2 separate regions of the Cricetulus griseus genome follow, and region 1 is linked to region 2. A link is a contact called in public Hi-C data. All regions are on one chromosome and are shown on one strand. Each heading gives the region's core, a stretch centred on a gene start, on an enhancer-like site or on the middle of the called end of the contact. The rest is flanking DNA. Distances are from core to core; before and after follow the strand shown.

What was found. A called contact is a pair of places that touch in the nucleus more often than the background predicts.
Region 1: a Hi-C map of the CHO-S cell line shows a contact between it and region 2, with 9 times the contacts expected there. The contact joins the promoter of Mapkapk3 here to the promoter of Manf in region 2. A contact is called at or near these places in 7 of 8 Hi-C or Micro-C datasets (the CHK-Q cell line, the CHL-YN cell line, the CHO-K1 cell line and 3 more).

What each region holds. Positions count from the first base shown.
Region 1 is chr4:215,464,755-215,470,390 of CriGri-PICRH-1.0, forward strand. It overlaps Mapkapk3 (MAP kinase-activated protein kinase 3), which reads right to left and starts at 3,581. Exons shown (of 11, transcript XM_027414444.2): 1 at 3,423-3,581; 2 at 2,903-3,179. The coding sequence starts at 3,127.
Region 2 is chr4:215,102,067-215,108,279 of CriGri-PICRH-1.0, forward strand. Manf (mesencephalic astrocyte-derived neurotrophic factor) reads right to left here and starts at 2,886. Exons shown (of 4, transcript XM_027414443.2): 1 at 2,733-2,886; 2 at 1,964-2,091; 3 at 1,050-1,191; 4 at 1-117. The coding sequence starts at 2,817. Dock3 (dedicator of cytokinesis protein 3) reads right to left here. Exons shown (of 53, transcript XM_027414437.2): 53 at 4,024-6,213.

The DNA of each region.
Region 1 (5,636 bases), core at 2,331-4,830, 360 kb after region 2:
CAGAGGACTGAACCGCAGAAGTCTTGTATGCTATACTCCTCTGAGTATATAGAGTGTATAGAGTCAAGTCCAAGACCCTGGTGACACCAAGCAAGAGCTCTTGGTCTCAAGGGTGTTTTCGATCAATCGGGGGAGGGGGGGAATCCTCTGTGGCATTGTGCTTCAGAATATCACTGTCATCCTACACATCCAGAGCAGCCTAGCTTACCTCATCCATCACACAAAAGGAAAAAGAACTGTTTGGGGTGAAGCAGCCAGTCACTCCCTGATGTTGAGCATGGGAGGAGGATGTTTATTGTAAAGACCCTACCTGGAAGAGTCTACAAGAGACACCCCCCACCACCACCACCACCATTCCGTTCTCTTTAACAAAGAAGAGAAGAGGCACTGGGATCCCAGAGGGGAGCCAACAGGCCATGGTGATCAGATGGGAAGGGTCCCAGTCATTATCTAGCATCAGGAACAGAAAAAGGCCCCTGCCTCTCCTCCCATGTGTGCTCCACTTGTCTCCCCAGGTCCTTCTAAGTGCCTGGGTCACATCTGCTTTTAATCAATTAGGCCTAGGAAGGAGCACAAGATGTCAGCAGGAGGAGTACAAAGACTGCATGCCTCTAGACCCCACCCTCTAGTTCCAACAGCACAGCTAAGTGTTTGGGGTACAACCAAAAGCTCTACTGGTCACAGAAGTTGGCCTGGGGAGAGAGGCCTTGCTGTGCACAAGGCCAAACCAGAATAAGCCAGTGGTCAGGTCAGCAGTGAGAGAAAGGGGAAGAGAGGGAGGGCGTGCTCCTCTAAGGCCCTACAAATGGTAGCAGCTACTGGGACAATGACCACACTCTTCCTGTTTCATGAGTGCCTGCTGCATTTAGGCTTCCTGCTAGGAACCTTCTGACCGATCAGGCAACAAAGCCTAAAGATGAGCATAAAAAAGGGATGACTTGACCAAATTCAGGCTATAGAGTGAAAACAAGACAGCCTAACAAACTGAGGCACTGCTCTAAGAAGTCACAAAGACACAGAGCCCATGACCTTCTCCTGGGCTGAGCTAGTGAACAGCTGGGTAGAGGGTTAGGGCCCACTCAGGGGCTGGCTGAGCTCCCTGAGCCCAGGCCTGCCACTATGCTGAGGGCCCTAGTATGTCCTTGCTCTTCTGAGCAGAGGACAGAAATTATGAGAAGATGCCCCCCCCACCAAGGCCAAGCCACTAAAACAATAAGAACACAGTCAGTTAGGCCAGAGTTTGTGCTAGCCCATTTTTGAGGGTAGGAGTCAAGATAAGAAAGAATTAGGGTGTGGGTCACATCTCATCTCTATCTTCCCTTGAGGGTCAGTTTAGGGCCATATCTTGGGCCTTCAAGCAAGTAGCTCCAGCCATGTTCACACATAAGCTTAAGGGATACAGAGGCAAAACTACTCCAGAGCTGCCACAGTTCCTAGACCAGGACATTGAGAACACTAGAGCACTCGGGAGGCAGAGGCAGGTGGATCTCTGTGAGTTCAAGGCCAGTCTGGTCTATACAGTTAGTTCTAGCACAGGCTTCAAAACTACAGAGAAAACGCTGTCTTGACAAAAGAACGAAAAGAAAAGACAAGCCACCTTCTCCCAGAAGGACTCAGAAACCCCCCTGCCTGGAGCCTCAAAGCTCTATTGGGTCAGTGGATAAAGAAACTACAACTAGGTCCCAGCCCCCAGATCAGTCCTCACCCTGCCCTTGAGCCACCTTCCTGATTCCCTCCAGCATCCTTCTTGGGAAATGACCTCCTCCTCTATCAGCCCTGATAGAACCAGAGAAAGACAAAGAATGGGACCTGGGTCCTCACTCAAACCCTGTAGACCCTGTGCCTCAAGTAAGTCCTGCATGGTTCTTCTCAATTCAAATTCACACCAACCCCTGTTCTTTCTCCCTGAACAAAGTCAGAGACTTAACTACAACTGTCCAAGGTGTCACTCAAGGTCACAGAGCTGGCACACACAAGGTAGAGATTACAGACACATCTATAGGACTCTGCACTCTGGCTCCTGCTGGCAACTTGTAAAACAGACCTTTCTTTACTAAACTGACTTCCAAGACTCTCCTCCATGCTGTACCATCCCGGTGCCAAGGACATTACCTCCATTTGGGTCAGGTTCCCAATGACAGGTGATTCGAGGGATTCTGGAGGAGTGGGTTGGGAACAGGTGGGAGGTCTTGGGCTGGAACTGGGTGCCTGGAGCCAGATTCAGAGATTAGCTATTCCAAGCCATTCCCCCAGTCCAGCTACATCGGTGTACCAGGTCTCTAGGGAACTTTGAATACGATGTGACTAAAAGACTGCCCATCATTTGTCCAGGGTGGGTCAGCCTAGGAGCAGAGCTGGCCCCTTTCTACAAAGGGCCAACAATTCATCAAGAACCCAGCAGTCAAAGAGCACCCTAAGGTGTGATGGGCACCAGCGTTTGCCCCACTAACTGTCTTTAAGAGGCTCATAGTCCAGCCTAAGCAGGCAGAGGCAATGAGGAGGAAGCAAGCCACTCTGAGCCTTGGGGGCTCAGCCTCAGGTAGAGAGAAACTTCATAGCAGGAGGTACTTGTTTGTGTGTGGGATAACCAAGCAGTGAGAGCCCCACTTGGGCCTGAACACATAGCCCAAGCCAGAACCAGAGCGTACAGCCTCTCCCTCCCACCTTCCGGGTACAGCAGCTCCACTCACAATGACTCCTCCCCGTGCTCTCTGGGACACACCCGGAGCTTGGGTAGGTTGAGCCTCTTTTCCCCAAGTGTGAGGCTGGAAGGACCATGAGTTTGATCTTAGAGGAAGAGTATAAAAATAAAACATGATGTTAAGTGTAGATGCTTACACCCACAAGTATCTGCTGTTGAACCCTCCAGGTCACCCCAGCCCTCGGAGAGACGGTCACTAACCTTCAAGGCACACTTCTGCCCAGTGCGCCGGTGGTAGCACTCCAGCACCTTGCCGTTCACACCCAGGCCCAGCACCTGCTTGGATAACTGGTAGTCGTCAGTCACCGCGTACTTCTTGGGCTCTCGTCGCACACCTAGGGCCTGAGCACCGCCCAAGGTGGGCCCATCGAGTGCACCTGGCGGGGGCACAAGACTCCCCTTCTCCCCTGCTGCCTCGCCATCCATGGCCCCCACGGGGCGCTCCGAGGTAGCCCCAGCCTTGCGCGTCCAGAGGCACCTGGGGGAAAGGGAAAGAGTCACTCCCCTCACTTTTGGACACACCCCAGCCTTGGTTTCTCCAGAACCAGACTGACTAGGCTGCTGGCCCCAAGACAAGCTGGAAACTGCCTGAGAGTACCTACGGGCAGCAGGGTGGGAGGTGATCCCTAGCCCTGGCACATGTCGAGTGGGGAAGGAGCTCGGCGCTGTGTAGCCGCCAGATCCTGAGATCTGGTCATACAGGGGTCCGGGGAAAGCGTACCTGGCGAAGGCGCACTTGGTGGCACTGCACTAGACGGAAGCCATGCTGCAGGCGAGACGGGCAAGGAATAGTGAACCGGGGAGCCTGCAGCCGAGGGGCGCCCTGGGCCCGAGTCTCGCCACCCGCGGCCCACGTGACCCCCCACCCCCCTTCCCGGCACGTCATCCGGACTTGGGGCCCCGCTAGGTCAGCCTTAAAGGGCCAGGCGGGTCCGGGTTGGGCTGGCCGGGGCACAGCCCCTGGCAGGCTCCGCCTGGAGCCGGGACAAAATGGGGGCGTGGCCTCCTGAAGTGGCTGCAACTTTCCGGGCGCCCTGGGACACCGGTAGAAACTCCTCCAACTGCCGTACCAGCCTCGGATTTTATCCGCGACCTAGAAAAGTGGCAACGCAAGTGACAGCAACAACATTTTGTTTCTCTAAGGGCTCTTGAGGGCCGCGTTCTCTGTGCACGCGGCCAAGGGGCTGCTTCGACGCTCTAGAATTCAACCCAATTTCTGCCATTCTGCCCCGGGAAGTGGTTGTTTGATTCGCCACTCCAGTCCCTGGTGGTTTAGGGTACCTCTCTAGCACTAGCCAGCTTTTCTTTTTGTACACTGCCTGACCAACCTCTTGACTTTGCGACTTACTTGTGTCAGCCACAAATGTATTGGGCCACATTCATGCTGTCCCATAAGGCATGTGGCCCGCAGCCGCAGGGTGAACACACCTGGCATGTTCTTGAGTCAGAACCTTGATTTCCCATTTGGTCGGGTGCACCAACTTCTCATATTATGGTTTGGGCTTTAGGTTCTATTTCAAGTCTCTGGTCGTGGTGAAGGTGAAAACGTATATTTCCTGCACGAAGAAGGTTTAGGCGGGAAGACTGTGAGTTCGAGGTTAACCTAGGCTACACCGTGAGGATGTATTTATAAAGGCACACGCCTTTAATCCCAGCACTGGGAAGGCAGAGGAAGGCGGATCTCTGAGTTAGAGCCCAGCCTGGTCTACAGAGCAAGTTCCAGAGAAACCAAGTCTCGAAAACCAAATAAATAGAGATTAACTTAACATTAAACTCTCTTTCTCCTACCCCAGAGACAGATTCTCTATTAGCTTTGAAATTTCCCTTTCTGTATTTAGACATCAAGTTCATTCTTAGTCCATCTTAGCCTGTCATAGATATCTTGAGCCAGCTTTCCCAGAAGTCTCTTATTTCACAGAAGAATCAGAGGCTCCCATGGAGCGGGGGAGTGGGGGGAAGGCCTCGGCGAGAGCCACAGAGATCGAGACTGCGTCTCCTGTGGGAACTCTTCCAACCATGTCTACAATCCACAAGTTGGGGAACCCGAGTGATGCCTTGAGACTTTCCTCTAAATAGGACTTTGCTGCCATCTACAGGCTATATTCAGAACTGCAGTCACCAGGACCTCTGTCCTACCCAAAGGTGTATAAATTTCCGGGCCTGGGAATTGATGACTTTGAAGACCTCCTCTATAACCTCCCACCACAACACATACAAAGACACATGGCTGAACGTCCACGATTGTCAGAGAACTAGTTCCTAGCTAGCAGGAACTTGGTGGCCTTCTATCTATACAATGGCCTCCCGCTGCGGATAACCACTTTGTGAAGACTACTGCAACTATTTGTGGGTACTCTCTGCAGGTGGCTCAGCCTGTCTCCTCCAGGCAACATTTAAGCTAGCAATAACCAGTGAAACAGAGGTTCTAGATAAGAGCTTCTGCTGATCATAAGAGCACTTCCTGTGAGCACCACGGCCTCCCTGAGACGGGGGAAGGAGGAGGTCACCATCCCTTTAGACACACACTGAAAACACGTAAGAGAAGAAAGACCGGAGAGGGCAAATGACCTGTTCGAAGCCAGCAACTAGCAAGAGAGCCCCCATTTTTTCACAGCACGTATTGCTGAGAGCCCACCATTTCAATCCCAAAGCACAACCCCCAAGTTGGGCCTTCTCAGATAACGGCCACCTCCCACGATGCTTCCTCCCCCTTTGCGCTCCTTCACCTGTGCAAGAATACTCTCACACATGCACTCACACTATTGTGGAGTAGCATCTTAACTAGGCACAAAGGCATTACATTGTTTAGGCTGCAAAATACTAATTTAACTGTGTGAAGGTGTGTTATATTTGTTTATGCTGCATTTGTTTAACAATGTAAGGATGTGTTGCATTTGTTTCACCTTGCCTGCCTAGGACACCTGATTGGTCGAGT
Region 2 (6,213 bases), core at 1,636-4,135:
TGTAGTCAGACTTTTCCGCGCAGCCTTTGCACATCTCTCCCCAGTCGTCCAGGATCTTCTTCAGCTCTTTCACCCGGAGCTTCTTCAGGTCCACTGTGCTCAGGTCGATCTGTTTGTCTGCAGGGAGAGCAGGGTAGTGAATAGCTGGGTAGGAGAGGCTGCAGCCCCTAACTGCTGCATGCCAAACCATTCCTGAGGAAGACCAGCCTGACTTGCAGCAGGGGAGACACATGCATACTGTGCAAGAGGGAACTGGCGTTCTTCACCAGCAGGGCCACCTCAGGCTGTCAGTATCTGCCTCAGGACATGCAGTGTGCAGTTCAGAGCACCACATGGTTCAGAGGAGAAACATGGCTCCAGTTCTCCAAGACCTTCTACATATCAGCACAGAATGACAGACAGTTCCCCCATCTCCTCATCAAAGCTTACTCCATAACCCACATGACCCAGACAGACCTACAGCAGAACCAAGCAGGGTACCAAATCACCACAAGCACGAACCACAAACACAAGGCTCTTGGACATGTGAGTTATACTTAACACTGGCTTTGTTTAAACTTTATGGGAGAGGCTGGCTCTTCAAGACTGGGGTCATGTGTAATGAGATGGGCTCTTTGACGGTGATGCTGTGATGCCTACCACTGTTATGCTAAAGGGCTGAGGGCCATCAGAAGTACAGGTTTGTTAGTCTCATTACATCACTTCTCTGCTCAAAAGCTTCTGATGCTCCCAACCTCACTCCGACTGAAAGCCAAATTCCTCACCAAACCCTAAAGGCCCTGTCCAGCTTGTCCACCTTATGTATTATACCTCTGTATTCTCTGTCTGTACTGTCCTGCTATGAGCTGGCCTCTTGGCTAGTCCTCCAGTTTTCAAAGTTTGTTAAAAAGTCACCCTTTCAACTTCTGACCTCCCAACTTTGCTGTAGAACCCTGCACAGAGTATCACCCATCATGCTATCAACAATGGTGATGACTCTTCTGGCTGGGAAGCAAGCCCAGAAGGGCACGCAGCTATCACAGGAGGCCCACAGTCCTGGTCACACTCACCGTATTTTAGCTCACAGATCTGGCTGTCTTTCTTCTTCAGCTTCTCACAGATCTTCTCCACGGGGATATGGTGGGCCAGGGGCTTGGATACCTCATTGATGATCTTGGTGGCTGCATCATCTGTGGCCCCAATGTAGTAGCACTGTAGCAAAAACCAACACCAAACAAAAGCCTTAAAAAAGAATTTGTGTGCATGACTAGGTGTACATGTGTGAAGCTGCTGAGGAGGCCGGAAGAAGGCATCGGATTCCCCAGAGCTGGAGTTACAGAGTGTTGTGGGTGCTGGAAACTAAACTCTGGTCCTCTGCAAGAGCAGTACATTTTCCTAACCACCCCAGCTCCAGACAATGGCTGTTAGGTCATCTTGAAAACTGCTCTCTGCCAAGGCCTTTAAGTTTTTAGTCCTTGCCCAGACCTAAACTCAGGGCTCTTGATGTATGCTCAGTCCCAGAGTTCCCAGACGAGTTTAAGAACCATCAGAGTTCCAGTGAGAGACTGCCAGAGAAATTAAAGCTACAAAGGTCAATGCTTTCCTAAGGCCCTTGCCTTGACTTGGCCACCTCGGGGCACCTAACTACTTCTGATCCCAAACACAGCACACTCTTTCCGGTCTTTGGACACTCACTCGGCTTCACTGATCCACCCCCTCCCTCAGAGGCACCTCTGACTACTTTCTCTAATAGCCCCTCCCCACCCCCAAACTATCCTAGAGTATTTTCATGGACACACCATTCACTGCTTTGCATTTGTCTGTCACTTTTCTCTTCTGGCGTACTCAGCTCACGGTAGACACGTAATAAATAAATACAGGCTAAAAGTTCTTCAGTCTCACATTAGTTTACAGACAGGTCCCATCATGAAGTGGACAGTACACACGAGCCAGGGACAGCCTGGGTGGGTCACCAGCTACTCACCAAGCGATTCTCTTTGCCTCTTGCTTCACGGCAGAACTTTACAAGTTCTTCTTCAATAGTGGCTGGTGAAAATGTGACATCTCTGTCTTTGAGGTCCTGGTAAAACCTTCCCAGGTAAGAAATACACACTGGAAAAGAGAGGTGGTAAGCAAATTACTAATTCCCATTTCCCCAGAAGAAACTCTGTCAGCCGTTTTGGTGGAAGGGATGATGATCATTAAAACGTTCCCCATCACTGGGTACTCACTCACAGGTGCCCAGAACGCTTAGGTTGCTGGGGACCCAGTACCCGAATGAACATTACCCCAGTGACCCCCGCAAAATCCTCCTTGCTCTTTTCAAGTTTAAGCCGAGAGTGGACACGTGTCCTTGAGAGGGAACTCACTGTGACCTCATAAGGGACAGACTGGAGGCTGAAGTGAACGATCAAACGCTCCTTATTCCAAATACAACACCGAACCTCTAAGTGCAGCTTGGCAACCCCAAGAGACCGTTGAGGCCCACGGGGTCCCTTCCCGGAACCTCTAAACAGTGATGGGGAAAGGACAAAAACTCCCGCGTTGTGGGCTTTCGGCCAAGTTTTCAACGCGATTGATGCCACGCTTTCCCTCAAACGGATCAATATTTCTAGGCCCGGGTAATAATTGCAAGGCTCTGCCTCCTGCGGTCCCCGTTAGGATGGGCCCCTGCCCCCGCCCCCGTCCTCCCGGTTCCGTTGGGTTCAGCGCCGCCAGGCCGCCCCCTCCCGACCTTCCCCTCTCCCCCGCACCTTCACAGTCGCCTGGCCGCAGCGCCCGGCTGTCAGGCAGCACGCTCAGGGCCAGCGCTACCGCCAGCCCGCGCGTAGCCCACATCTCCCCAGCCTCCACCACCGCTGCCGCCGCCGCCGCCGCCGCCGCCGCCGCGCCGCGAATGAACCGCACCCGGCGCGGTGCACCGCCTGGGGGGGCGGGAACACAAGCCGGAGCTTCCCATTGGTGGGCAGCCCCCGCGCCCGCCCATATGCCGCATTCTCATTGGTCCACGTGCCCCGGAGCCCAGGCCGGCGGCTCCACGCTACCCTTCGTCATTGGCTGGTGGCGTCTGGATCCCAGACAGCTGTCGGTTGCTGATTGAGCCTGGGCGGTCCATAGGAAACGGCTGGGCGGAAGCTGCCCGGGCCGCCATATTGTTTAGGGGCAGCTGCTCCGGCTCTGGCCGGGCGCCCTCGGAACCTGTGGACTCGTCGCGAATAGCCACCCCTTCTTGGCTCCACACCCAGTCCCCTCCCGGGCCCCGGACTCGTAGCGCAGGGTTTCTGGCGCCAGCAGACACCCGGCAGGATAAGCGGCGCAAGCAAGGGTCAGAAGCGGTTCCTTGTTTTGAGTCAGCACGTGGATTGGCGAGCCAATCTTTGAGAGCGTCCACGTTCATTCGCCGGCCGCCCACACCCTCCTTATCCTGGGTCGGAATGCAGAACCGCCCAGACGCAAGGCTCCAGGCCTGTCAAAGTCGGCGGCTGTCCTGGACCTTTGAGGGCTCTGCCTGCGGCTGGGCGGCAAGCAAGGGCTGGGACAGCCTCCAGTGGAGGCCAGGGCATCTTGGGAGGACACTCTCCAAGAGTGTCCCACTCTTGGAGACACGCAGATGGCCACTGGAGATGGTACCGCCTGGACTGCCCTGAGGCTAACTGTTGTGCAAGGGCTTGGCCGCTCGCCCTCGAAGGCAGAATACGGAGAGCGGCCGGCTAAGTACAGAAAAGTAGCTGGAGCTAAAAGGGCGTGGAGCCCGGCGACAAGGATTTGAGAGGGGCATTTATGCTCCCATTCAGTGAAATCAGTGGATCAATATCAGGTATTCATCTTTAATTCACATCACAGCAGTCAAGGGAGGGGAGGAGTCAATTGGCAGATATTTACATCTAAAATTCACATTACTTGTTGGATTTATAACATGCTACCACAATATATACAGTAAAATACCTCTTGGGACACCGGCACAATTGTTTTTTTTAACTCTTCTGGTACAGGTAAGATCATTTTTAAATCAGTTTTTCTTTAGACATGAATACACAAAGGAAATGGTTAGAAGTTTTCTTGTTTTAAATAAGCACAGAATGCCAGAGGTTAAAAACACATTTATAGGGCTTATTACCAATTAGACATCACACTCTATACATTTTTTGCTCAAATTCCTGTACAAATACACAGCATTCAAATAGATATTTACAAATATGCTTGAAAGAATGAAAATCAGTATTTCACAATCTTCTCAAAGGATTCTGATCTCTGGCCTCCCATTTCCCTCTCACTGGCTGGTTTCTCAAAAGAAAGTACTCAGAATAGGGCCATTTCATCCAGTTAGGGGAAATGGGGAGGGACAACACAAATATATTTCATCTTGCATAAAGCCAGGCCAAGGAACTTAACCCTACATTGCCCTCCCGACTTCCTGTGCCACCAAGTGGAGAAGGTAAATGTCAGCATGTGATAATTGGCTGCCTTCATGGACTGAGGCTCAGATGTGCCTGGAAACTAAAGCTGCCTTACCAACGAATCACATTCAAAGCTAGACTTTGACCCTCACACCTGTGAACCCTGACGGTCCGGAGACAAGCTTACTAATGAACCTAGGCTTAGGAGCAGGTGTGCACACCCTTGGAGCCAGGGCTCCCTGGATTGGCCTACATCCTCAGCAGTCTCTATTCTGCTTGAATGATCCCGAGGGTATCAGAAAGCCCTACACATATTGACCCTGGACCCCAACATATTCTGGAGGAAAATGGGCCTTTTATCTTTTCCCTTAGGTTATTTGCTGGCAGTTCTATTGAACTTGTTTATAAGAAAAAAACACCCTGACCGTGGACTTCTCTGTTTGGGAAAGAACTGTGCAGAAAGGATGAGCAGCTAGGCCCAGGACTTGGCCACAGGAGGCCAGAAGGCCAACAAGTTAAGGGGTGTAGGGGAATAACATACCTGCTCACCAAGGAGAAGGCAGTCTCATGGCCATCACTGATGTGAGTGTAAGCAAATGAAAAAACAAAACAACAACAACAAAAAAAAAACAACTGTCTCAAGACAAGTTATTTTTTTAAAAGTAACTTAGAAGCACCCTGGTAAAATATTACCATACCCCCACCATAATACCAAGAGAAAAATCAGTGCCCTGACAAGAAAGAATTTCCTATAAAGTCACCACTGTGCCCTGCCTAACAGACTGGGGAGGTCTGAAAAACTGCCCTTCTGCCTGCTGGCCCTGAACCCTGAGTGGCGGTCCCTATGGGTTTGGAGTGGAGGGCTCAGATCTTGGCTACTTGGAAGATAACAGTTTTACCTGTGTGGCTTTCTGCTTCCAAAATTAGTTTCCTCCCATCATTTTTTATTTTATTTTTTTATGTTTTAAACCCATGAGCTTCCTGAACCTGACCACACGTCCTCAGGGCCTGGAAGCCAGGCTGGGCAGCCAACCCCAAGGCTCAGAGGTAGTGCTGAAAATCCCTGATTCAGGCGCTAAGTGGCAGGTGTTTGGGACCACCTGTGAAAGCTAAGCGCTTTCTGGTTCCTGCCACACTCCAGCCTCACTCTTAACACCAGCTCTTTCTAACACAAGGGAAGGAGTCTAACTCCCTGCAGGAGTGATAGCCCTTCTGGCTTCATTTAATTCAAGCCCCAGGGCGTGAGAGACAACCCTTGCAAGTCCATTCGAGCCAGGGAGGCTTCTGAAGATCATGAGGTGTTTTGAGTGGAAAGGAGCAAAAAGTCCAAAATAAAAGTGAAGGATAACGTCCAAAGTGGGATAAGAGACAAGGCTGGCCCATGGAAGCCTGGCAGTGTGCCCTGGGCATGCAGTTAGGCCAGTCATGTGCCTGACCAGCCCCTCAGTTGCACACTCCTAGATGGAAGAGTGGGCTGGCGGGCAAGCATTTGTGCAAAACAGCTTATGGCCCCTTTGTCCACCTGTGACATGTAGTCCATGTGGTCCTTGCAATCCCTGAATGCAACCATGATTTTTTTTTTCTGTCCATACAGCAAAGGAAGAGGTCCCTAGTGCAATTTCCATTCTTCGCCATCGCTACCCTGGAAGGAGGCCTGGGCTCCTACTCCTGGACTCTGCATTGCTGCAAAGCAATTCTGTCTGTGCAATATCTCCATATAGCTCCATGTGGTCTGGAACTGCAGGAGGAAGAAAGCAACTACTGCATAAAGGAAAACCCAGAAAAATGGGAACAAAAAATGAAATAAAAGAGAAGCCACAAGCCTTCATGCTGCTGT